Linked DNA regions of Danio rerio: regions 2 and 3 are each linked to region 1. The links are chromatin contacts, called in public HiCAR-type maps. All regions are on one chromosome and are shown on one strand. Each heading gives the region's core, a stretch centred on a gene start, on an enhancer-like site or on the middle of the called end of the contact. The rest is flanking DNA. Distances are from core to core; before and after follow the strand shown. Region 1 holds the start of pgap4 (post-GPI attachment to proteins GalNAc transferase 4). Region 2 holds the start of pecr (peroxisomal trans-2-enoyl-CoA reductase). Region 3 holds the start of cflara (CASP8 and FADD-like apoptosis regulator a).

Evidence for each region. HiCAR-type assays count read pairs that join an accessible place to other places.
Region 2: a contact with region 1 is called in a HiCAR-type map of caudal fin, with 11 times the contacts expected there. The contact joins the promoter of pecr here to the promoter of pgap4 in region 1. A contact is called at or near these places in 3 of 18 Hi-C or Micro-C datasets (caudal fin, embryo and an unstated tissue) and 2 of 4 datasets of contacts at active chromatin or transcription factors (caudal fin and embryo).
Region 3: a contact with region 1 is called in a HiCAR-type map of caudal fin, with 7 times the contacts expected there. The contact joins the promoter of cflara here to the promoter of pgap4 in region 1. A contact is called at or near these places in 2 of 4 datasets of contacts at active chromatin or transcription factors (caudal fin and embryo).

What each region holds. Positions count from the first base shown.
Region 1 is chr11:32,871,711-32,875,383 of GRCz12tu, forward strand. pgap4 (post-GPI attachment to proteins GalNAc transferase 4) reads left to right here and starts at 1,455. Exons shown (of 2, transcript NM_001077341.1): 1 at 1,455-1,570. It also overlaps a transcript of slc8a1a not described here and a transcript of mala.1 not described here.
Region 2 is chr11:32,599,119-32,603,328 of GRCz12tu, forward strand. It overlaps pecr (peroxisomal trans-2-enoyl-CoA reductase), which reads right to left and starts at 1,872. Exons shown (of 8, transcript NM_001017727.1): 1 at 1,710-1,872. The coding sequence starts at 1,821. It overlaps map4k3a (mitogen-activated protein kinase kinase kinase kinase 3a), which reads right to left. Exons shown (of 33, transcript XM_073916889.1): 33 at 2,693-4,210.
Region 3 is chr11:32,576,196-32,580,035 of GRCz12tu, forward strand. It overlaps cflara (CASP8 and FADD-like apoptosis regulator a), which reads right to left and starts at 1,359. Exons shown (of 11, transcript NM_001313772.1): 1 at 1,200-1,359; 2 at 292-365; 3 at 1-191.

The sequences.
Region 1 (3,673 bases), core at 205-2,704:
CACACAGAGGGACAGGGAGAGGGAGGGAGGGTCTTATGACTATTGTAGTAAGATGTTTAGGTTTCTGTTTCTCATGGTTTTACAGCAATAAACATAGTAATTATTCTATAGTTTGATTGCAAATACTTAATAAAATCAATAGTAAATGTACTTTATTTTAATTTAACATTAATCAGGGTTTCCACGCTTTCATGAACAGCAGATTCAAGGACTTTGGATTACTTTTTACAGCACCATTCGTTTAAAAACAAGCACCATATGCACAATGAAAGTACTTAACATTTCATTTACACTTAATATTTACGTTGAGTGATTTTCAAAAAGTTTGACTGTTTTAAAAAGTCATGTTTAAAGAACTTTAATCAAATTTGTTGAATTCGATACTGGTTATATTCAAATGCAGTTTCTGAAATATTGATAACATGTCAGTGCTATTGTACAATATTTAAATGTAAGGTTTTTAATTCAAGGACTTTTTCAGTTTTTTTTATTTATTTAGTTTTTGACAATTGAGTAAAAATGTTGAAATAAAACCATAAACAAATTTCATTTCTAATTTTATTCAAGCACTTTCAATGGCATGTGTTTGATTTTAAGAACTTGCAGCCCTTGAATCCATACTGTATGTCTGAAATAAGAATACTTTTAAGTACTTTCAAGAAGCATGGGAACTCTGATTTATACTTACTATGGTTTGACTTGCTTTGTTAAAAGCTACTATGGTTTTACTTTAAAACATGGGCCTAAGGTTATAGTACTGTTATAAAACAATAGTTTTAATGTGTTTAATGAAAATGCTATGGTAAAAACCATCGTAAATGTTGTGGTTACTATGGTTTTGCTATATTAAACATAGTTAACCCATGATTGTTGTAGTAACACCACGGTTCATTTCTATTAAATGACAAATAAAAACATTTCCAAAAAGACTGATTACACCCAAGTTATTGATTGTAACTTACAGTTGAGGTTCTGCAGATTTTTCAGTCACGAAACGTACTTGCTCTGCTTTACCACTTTTTGCAAGAGCTTTTTCGCTTATTTTGTCCGAACGTTTTCGGCACTCAATCATAAAACTTACTAACGTTACAAACGTTGTTTATATTTGAGAAATATTTTACCGAGTATCACGTAGTCCACGCAGCTGCCTGTTTTTTTTTAATGTCACATTGCCATCTAGTGGCTAGTGTGTGGTACAGTACATGAAGACGTTATCACGTGGTTTTGGTTACTGTACTCAGCGTTATTAGTGACGAACCAATCATCGTTTTTAAGTCGTTTTCACCTTGAGCTGTGAAATACGAACTGAATCCATAAAAGTATTACCTTTATTTTCCACAATGTACACTTTTATATGTATATTTATTCGAAACACTAAGCAAGAAACGCGCAACATTTGTGCATCACTAATTAAACGCGCAGTTTGTCCTTGTATTACGGTAAGACGCCATCTACGTTACTGTTTTGAACTGATTTGAGTACTTAGGCTAAAAAACTGATCTTTGGCCTCCCTTTCACTCTCGGCAGCTGTTGAGAATTCATTGGGTGCTGAACATCCACATTATGAGAGGTAACGTAGAAATGCTAAAATAGTTTATGCTTTGCTACCATTTGTTGTTATTTTACTTAACGGGCCGCTAAATAACATTCTGCTTCCGGGTTTGTCTTCTTATTTACACATGCCTGTTCACTAGCCTGTTGTACTTTTTTTCTACACGAGTAGCTTCTGCTGCTCTTTCCGAGTGCCTTGTGACTGTATGCATATAAAAAGCTCTCACGAACTTTTATAATGTGTTATAGTAGACGTTTTTCGTAACACGTCGACATAATTCCTAGTAAACCGAAATATAACGTTACACATAAATAGTTTCTATATATAATATTTCAAAGCAAATATGTATTTAAAGCTTGTCTCCCCGAGTTATGTCAACCATGTGTTATACTGTCTCCAGTACGAACCTTCTCTACGAAAGAAAGTATAATAGTTTCTCAAAATTCTGAAATATTGATGTTCAAATTTGAGTAAAAGTATGAAATCACTTTAATTTAAATGTGACATTTCATCTTTAACTAGTGTGCATATAACAAATTGACCTTAACATAACAGTTAAGCTTTATGAATAAGGTCAAAACATTTATATTCGCTCATTCGTTCAATGACAGCTTGTGACATGCTTCTTCAATATTGGTTTACCATGGTACTTTGAATATTCAGTCTGAAATTACATCTAGATATGACTTAAAAACAACACTAGCACTATTTATTCAATTGAATACTGTTGTACTTTTGATGGTCATTGGCTGCAAATATGATTTCACTATTTAGAGTTTACAAATATAACTTTTTTTGAAATTATATGATTAAGGAGACAGTCCGAAAGTGTAAATATAAAACCAACCTTACCTCAAAACTGTTACGTACGCCTTTTTGGCATTTTCCCATTATATAAAAAAAGACATCTACAGTATAAATATAGAACAATCACTCATAATGCATATGTTAAAATTTGACAAAAATATATACTATATGTATTGTATATTTAATCATCTTTACTAGGAGATTAAAAATAGGGGAAATGTAACTATGGGCATCTGCTATAAGGTTTAAATCAATGGTTACCAAATTGGGGTTCGCTTGGTGATTTCCAAAAATCACAATTACTTTATTTAACTATTAGAATTACCATATTTTAATCAATAACCTACAGAAGAAAAAAAATAGTAGGTGCAGTAGGTGATCTGCCAAAATGCTAATTGGTTAGCATAATGTATTTGAAACACAGTCCCTCCCCTGCTCCAAAGCCACACCTCCTGAAACACGAACGCATGCACCTTAAAGATGACAGCAGACAACCCTAGTTCATGTCATTCGCCAATAATACTACAATTCTGAATGAAAACTGTATTACATCTAGCACGCTTTCAGTTGTGTTGTTAGCAAGCAAAACTTGTAATAATGTGCAATTCATGCATGCAAGGATCGCTTTATCCTAAAGCGACTACTGTATGCTTGGTTGGTCAGCGACGTGCTGGAATTACACTTATTACTAAGCCATACTTACAAGCTATTTCAGACCGAATATTCAGAGTAGCATGGTAAACAAAAGGATGACGTCACAGGCTGTCAGTGTTCAAAAATGAATCAATATGAATATAAGCCAACTTCACCTCAATCAAAGAGCTTAAAATGACCAAGAGGCGACACTCAATAGAACACTCCGTTGCATCAGCAGCACCCAGTAACACCCCAGATTCAGCCATTTTGGCGTGAAAGCGGTCGACTGTCCATTGGATCTTATTGCTGTCGCAATGGCAAGCAGCTGCTTTGTTTTTAATTTTTTTTACTTAAAAAGCGCAGTAAAGCTGAGATACATCCTGACAGACAACAAAACAACACTTACTATCACAATCATCAGCACTTTTAATAGTTTATTTTACATACTTATAATATACTGTTGTTCTATTGGAGTTTTCAATCCAAAATGGCCACTGCGCCATCTTGTGGCTGTTTCCCAAATTGCACTAGAGTGTCGCCTCTTAGTGATTCTATGCTCTTTGCCTCAGTAAAGCAGGCTAGGCAGAATAGCGCTGTTTACTGATGTTTTGTTGTTGAACTGAATAAAAATCTACATTATTGTTGCTATAAAAGGTTCCTTGTGAAATTGAAAATAGA
Region 2 (4,210 bases), core at 622-3,121, 270 kb before region 1:
ACAATGTGCTTTCACAGGGCAAAACAGAGTAATAGTTCTGTCTTTTAGTAGATGAGACACTTTGTTTAGAAAATTTGTTTTTTATTTTATGTGTTAAGTGTTTTGGTTACTTTACCCTTAAAATCATTCTGTGTAAATCTGCAGATTTTGTACAAAATTCTGCGCAGAAATAGCAAAAAATGTCAGCAGATTCTGTCTGGTTTAAGTAAAATGTAAATTTAAAAAAATATTTTTTTAATATTTGTTTAAACTATAAATGTCTGATGACAATTCTTGGAAATTTTAAGTTAAAATATTGTCATTTGGTTAAATACTTTTTCCTCAAAATGTGACAATTGGCCAAAATAAAAATGTTTAAATGTTGTCATTATTCCACCAAACATTTGATTTTTTAAACTCTTGTGTTGCCTATAATTAATAGAAACATGTCAGAAAACACAGCATCTTTTTAATGCAGAAAAAAACCACACTTTTACTTTAACATGCATAAAACTACAGATCAAAATAAATACGAAATCCCCTCAGGTAAAATTGATGTGGAAAAACGTACAACACAGAATAGCAGAAAACCTACGATAGGAAATAACGTGCTTACACAGGGTTTCTGCAGCGTTCATCAAGTCAAATTTAAGACTTTTTAATACCATTATTGATAGATTTTAGACTTAGTCCCTGTTTACACTAATGCGATTTTGTTTTAAACGCACAAGTTATGCTACTGTTAAGCCATCCGTCCACATTTTGGAAACGCTGAAGAGGCCGTTTTCATTCTAAAACGCTGCTGCTCCGTCTTAGACATGGTTAAACACTAAGGATTTTTGATAACAGCCCAGTTGGGCCAATAGAATTTTTTTTGCATGCTATAATAATCAAATGTAGTTCTTTCTTAGCCACATTTTTAAATGAGTTTAACTTTGCTTAAAGTATATTTATTACAGAGAAAATTACTTAAATAAACAAAAATATATACAGTATATGTTGGCTTTTGGTCGAAATGGATTGAGTATAACTTCTATTCAACTTAATGCGTTTCTGTTATAAAACCTTAAGTTTTATGACTATTTATAAACATCAAGTCCACTTCCCACTTACTTCTGTAATAGTTTTTTTATAAATGGAAGATCATGTAAAGGGATATATTTCTCTGTTAATATCATAAGGAATTGTGTAACTATTTTTAGTTTAGGGATTTTAATTTGGAGAATTTGCTGCATTTCTTTGCAATAAAAAACTTATCGTTTTTACAAGATAATACTTTACATTAACTCTCCGATTACACACATTGAATTCTACAAGAAAAAAGGATGTTTGCAGTATTTTCTGGATTATGGAATGATCAAAAAGAGATACACAGAAAACCTTCTCTGTATCGAAAAACTAAAATGTATGCAAAATATAGCACAAAAACAAAACAATGCCTTAATTTACATGATTAAATGAAAAATTTGAGAAAACTCGTAATTCAGGAATATTAACACTTAATGTAATTGTCATTCAACTGTTTTAGCAATTTATTTGATCTTATTTCACCTGCTGTTTAAAGAAGTTAATTTATTTGATAGATAGACACATTTTAACTTTTTTTTGTCAATTTTAATACATTACTGACTGCGGTGTCGCTCAATATCTGGACTAAAGTTCACGGCTATGCAAGTGCTGATCTAAAGACAAGGTCAAAACCATCGTCAAAACTCATGGTAAACTTATACCTAACTGTAAGAGCTCAGAAGTGATGGCTTTTCCAATGCCAGTCCCGCCACCCGTCACGACTGCGACTTTGTGATTGAAAAGACCTGCTTTAAAAACACTGGACGCTGCCATGTTGACTACGACAGCGAAACAACCAGAGTATAATATTGTAAGATAAAAGTCTCTTTCCGGTTGTGTCAAATTAACTTCCTGTGTTTTTTTTTATACACGTTCTGGAAAGTTAAAAGAGATTTTATTAGATGGTTTTGATATCAATGATAGAAAATGTAATAACACATTTCTTAGACGTTTGATTCGCCATCCTGCAACTTTTAGATTTACGTACTTTTGCAATAACCAATTTTAGATTATAAATTGGAATTTGGGGGCAGCACAATCGTTTTACAGCAAGAAGGTTGCTGGTTCGAACCCCGGCTGGGTCAGTTGGCGGTTCTTTGTGGAGGTTGCATGTTCTCCCCGTGTTGGCGTTTCCTCCAGTTTGCTCAAGTTTCACAAGTCCAGAGACGAAGGTGAATTGTTTGTAGTGTAACTTATGTGTGTAAATGAGTGTGTTGGATGTTTCCTAGTGATGGGTTACAGCTGGTTCATTTCGCTGTGGCGACCCCTAATTAATACAGGAACTAAGCCGAAAATAAATTATATAAGTTGGAATTGGATCTGGACATCAAATATTATATAACAAAGTTAGGGAAATCCACTTTAAAATTATACATAAAATATATCCAACCAACCTGTTACTCAGGAGATATAAAGCTTATTTTCCTTACATATTTTATGCTAAAATGTAAATATCTTATTGTAAGATGTACTGCGCATTTGATTTGTACTGTTCAGCAAATCTAATGAAAAAAAATCCTCCTAGAAGTCTTTGAAATATAAAAAATAAAAGCATACAATAATAATAATGATAAAACATCATTTTTTCTTTACAATCTATGGAAAACGCAAGCAAATTACTATTAAAACACAAAAGACATTTCAGTATGTAAAACCATGTGATTTTATTTTACAGTATGTACAGTGAAGCAAAGGAGGAGAATTCCGTACGTGGGTTAACTTTTCAATCACAGATAAACAAACATGATTTTTGTCCTTTCTGATGATGTAATTATAATGAAAGGTCTGAAAGAGATATAATGCCAATCAGCAAAACCAACATCGTCATGTCACTAGTGTGTCCCTCATTCAAATTACACACAAACACAACTGGATTAACATGAGCCTGTGAGTCTTACAGTTCGAGTTATTTAAAAAGATAAAAAAAACATCCTAATGATTTATTGCTTATTAGGGTTAAACATGTAAACACATTTACAAAAAATACATGTGCATATATCTATATACGTTATCCGCATGGTTTCAAACATACAATTACATATACACATCAACATTTTAATAACAATGTGCAAATTCTGAAGTGAGTGCATACCACAGAGTTAAAAACAATTACGTGGGCCATTGAATTAAAAGTAGCTCATTAAAAACACCATTTGGCTTATATATATATATATATATATATATATATATATATATATATATATATATATATATATATATATATATGTTGCACAAATAAAAACAAAAAAAAAATGTTAAGAAGGCAAGTCTCGGAAAATGGGCACTTCAGCTTTGTGATTCCTAAACTATTGCATATAACAGACATTATCTGGCCCTAGAGGTCATTTTAAGTAGTACCAGCATCTCACAGTCCTTTACAACAGCCAAAAGCTGCCACAAACCTGTACAATATATAAATGTGCTGAAATCTACATGATTGATACAAAGAGCACAACTTAACGATACTACGACTGTATGTACATGAATTAAATATGTGTCTTCAAGCACTTGTGTGATTAGCGTCAAGTGAGAGTAGTGGACAAAATAGTGTAAAAAATGAACAAAAATCTAAGGCAAATAATCTAAAAAGCTAAACAAAAGTGAACAAAACTAAAGCAAAGCACAAAAAGCAGAACAGAACAACCAAAACAAGGCAAAACTAAACCAAAATAAGGCAACAACAACAAAAAAGCAATGTTAAATAAAATTTAAAAAGCAAGGAACAACAATTAAATAAAGCAACAGAGAGTAAAGCAAATAAACAAAATGCAAAACAGAAAGAAAAAGAGCGAAGTAAAATAAAAAAAAAGCTAAACAAATGTAAATGAAACAAAGCAAAGCACAAAAAGTAAAGGAGAACAAAATGGATCAACCAAAACAAGGCAAAAAAAAAAAAAAAAATCAAAACTAAACCAAAGTAAAGCAAAGAAAAAAACAAACAAACAAGTGAATAAAGCAACGAAGAGTAAAACACAATGAAAACAGAAAGAAAAAGAGCGAAGTAAAATAAAACAAAAAGCTAAACAAATGTAAAATAAACAAAGCAAAGCAAAACAAAACAGCAACCAAAACAAGGCAAAACTAAACCAAAATAAAGCAACGACAAAAAGCTATGTCAAATAAATTCAAAAAGCAAGGAAGAACAAATAAATTAAGCAACAAA
Region 3 (3,840 bases), core at 109-2,608, 300 kb before region 1:
TTAGGTAATAGTTTGGGTCATTTTAAAAGCAGAATTGAATTTTCTATGCATTTTTAAAATCTAATTAAGTTAGTCTAGAAAAAGGGCTGTATTTTCTTTTTCTTTTCTTTTTCTTTTTTTTTTGCAATCAATGAATGAAAATTGCATTTATCTTGACAGAATGGAAGAATGTAGCCACTTTGGATTTACACCTGTAAAAGACAAACAGAACACCCAATTTAGCAAAAAAATAAAAAAATAAATAAAAAAAAACATCAACAAATGAAAGATACCTGTAAAAGGCTGAATTACCTTCAGTGACCTTAATTTGGAGCACCAAATTCTTTGGTGGTTTTGCCAGCAGCGAGCTTCATCTTTTGCTGACACTAAGTTAAAAAAAATTTTTAAAAAAAGAGGAGGAGAAAGGGGACTCATCACTAGATGGATGTAAATCTAAATGAAACCATAATGATGGAAAGTACCTAGACATCCACAACAGATTTTGTGGGGGGCATTTTACCACGGTGGTATTTTTTGATATTCTTTAAAATACATTACATTTGATGTTTTCAAACATCCTTGTCAGTGTGCTTAAGCAAGGGGATTTCCGAAATCAACCATGGAATTTGTATAGCGTCACTACACAAGCGTTTATCTACTAACTAGCCTATTTCACAGCGTTTATCTACTAACAACGCCTTTTCATTGTTTTTGGCATAACTTTTGAATTCCGAAGAACCACTTCGGTCGTAAAAGATTAATCGATTCTTTAATGTCTTTATTGTGAAAACATTCGACTCGAGCTGATTCAAAAAGTTGAATGTATGAATAACTAAGTCTCCCGACAATACTAACTTACACCTGTTCCTAAAGCCTACGTGGACAGAGATACAGGCGGAGCAGATAATTAAAGGTCACAACAGCAATACAAAACGATACAATACGCGTATTCTAAAACAACTACTACGTTTCACCGTCGACTGACTTGAACTGCCTTTGTTTACATGTTGTTCACAACGTCTTCCGTTCAGTAGTTAGGACTCTTCAACTTACAGCCGAATTTGTCCGGTAAAATTGTACTTATAGTAGGTTACGTAGGCCATTTATAGAACTTGTTAACGTTAAGTGTTTATCGACTAACTTGTATGAAGCTATAACAAAAAATCTTACTAAAAGTAAGCTATTTGATCAGAGAGAATGTATTTAAATGATATTTTTACCTTTTACGTCGTACGTCGCCATCGTGACAAACTGAAGCAAAAGCGAAAGCAAAGTTACCAAAGCCTTTGAGTTACGCGAAGTCACGCCCTGTTCCGGTCGATCGAGACAAGTAGTGGTGCTCACTGCAGAGCCATTTAGGCAGAGCTGAGCTCCAGCGAGGGGGAGCTTGAGCTCTCGTTCCTCCTTTCATGCACTTCTACGAGTGATGTCACTGGGGTAGGGTTAGGGGTGGGGTTGGTGCACGCATTAAAACGAGAGGGTGCTCGCTGCAGAGCCATTTGAGCAGAGCTGAGCTCCAGAGAGGGGGAGCATGAGCTCTAGCTCTGCCTCCTGAAAGCTGTTTTAATGCGTACACCAGGATTAAAACAGCTTATAGGAGGAGGAGCGAGAGCTCATGCTCCCCCTCTATCGAGACAAGCTGTACTGATATCAGCCCTCATGGATGATCAGTCATTATTCATCAAACAAAGTCAGTATAGCAGATACTCGTTGCTGGCTTTGCTGAAACATTTTTCAGAGATATATCAACGATCTAAATTGGGCAGGTTTAATTTATATAATGGATTCACTATAATGAAGGAAATATGGCAAGATTATATGTGTAGGCTATAATACATCTTTATATGTAATACAAATCTTTTTACATTTAATAAATGTCTAACACTATATTATTATTTTACTCCAGCGATAAGTATTTATTTGCTCAATTTTCTAACTTTTTTTATTAATGATTTCCCACATGAAGTACTATAGTGATTTAAAGTAAGTAATATATTTGTTTTTATGTTTTTATATAGATTTGTTAAACCATAAAGTACTGGTCATTTGTGATAATTATAGTTGCAACAAAATAGTAATACAAACAAATTGACTGATAATAATAATTATATATTTAAATATATTTATTATATATATAATATATATAACTAAAAGTTGCTGCAGTTTAGTAAAAGATGAAGTAGTTATTTTAAATTATCAACTATAGTAATTCATTTTAATGTGACACAATGTTTGTTTTGTATATTTTACTATAAAACGATTCTAACTAAGTATAACAACATTAAGATCCTGAATTAGTTTATTACACTCAATCCTATGATTAGATGGTCTGTTATGCTTTCTTAGTGTATGTGGATATGTAAATAAAGTCATGTGTCTAACCAACTATTTTTATTTACATAATTTGAGTTCCAAAACTGCACAGATCAGATGTTAAAGTGATCGTTACGATTTAGCTGATTCTATTGGAGATTTTTTTTTTCACTTATGCAGTTTTGTTATGCAACTACGGCTAATTTGCTAACAGACTTGTTGAAAAGAATAAAAACAGATTTTTTCCACCTTTCACATTTTTCATTTGTGGACTCTAATGCTGAAATAAATGCATAGGCTGCTGCAAAATAATATTTTGCTGATTTGCTCATTTTATTGTAATTTTCACGCCAAGTATAAGACATTTAGTGAATTTACTCACTGAACAAATATGAACAACATCTAAGGTAAGCAGTGTCTGGGCAAACAAGCAATGCTCAAGAGAAAACAAGAAAGTTTTAGTACATTTCATAGATGAAAAGATACAGATAACTATAAGAACTTACTATTTAATTTTGGTCTTATTTTATAGTACTTGCTTCATACTTACTATAAACCATTATAAATTACTTTTATATAACCTCCAAATATTTGATCAAAGCATTCAACAGTGCCTTAACGTTTGCATGATCTAGACATATTACCTATGATTAGTACATATAGGACTGGATTTAGTGATTTGGGGGCCCTTAACAATTCGAACCACCGAGATGTCCTACAGTAATATGCACACTTGGTAATTGTATTTTATTTATTTAGTTGTCTTTTTCTTGTATTACTCAGTCTTGCTTTGTATATTTTTCTCTTAACGCAATTTCTACATTTCATAAGATTTGATTGCTTAAAATGAGTTCACAACTAAAAGTAATAAATAAACTTTTTGGGTTTTAAAACAAAATTTTCATCCGATGTGACTGCTGGACAAAATACATTTTATTTCATTTAAGTTTATAGTTATGACTCTGCCAAATTCATTTAGCATAAATCCGCAGGTCTTTTGCAAAATTCTCCGCAAAAATGTCTGCAGATTGTTTCTGGCCCTAGTAATAATTAATTTGTTTTTTACAGGTTTGGTAATTATTTAGCATTGTGACACACCTTTATGAGAATGAAATGAACTGACTTTCAGAAAATACTTGAAACGACAAATGAGATAAAACACTTTATTATAAATTGTAAACAAAATACCAGTGAAACACACCCAGTGTGAAAGCTAAATGTTGAGTCCATGCTGTCAAAAACAACGTTTGTGCTTTGAAACCATGTTTACAGAAAACAAGCTACTTTTTTGCCAGGGGATAAGATTCCATATAGTCATTCAAGTGTTGTTTGTGAAACTGTGTTAGGCTGCGGGTCTAACTTAAAAATCAGGTCAAGGTCTTGCATTGTGATCAACATTATGACTGTATATTGTACAGATCAGCACTTGGAAAAGCTCCCGAAGATAAACAATAAGATCAAAGAATCTTGTGCAATAAGCGGAATCCTTTGATGATGATTCTTTCACAACAAAACTGTAAAATGATACACTTTACAAACGTATACCAA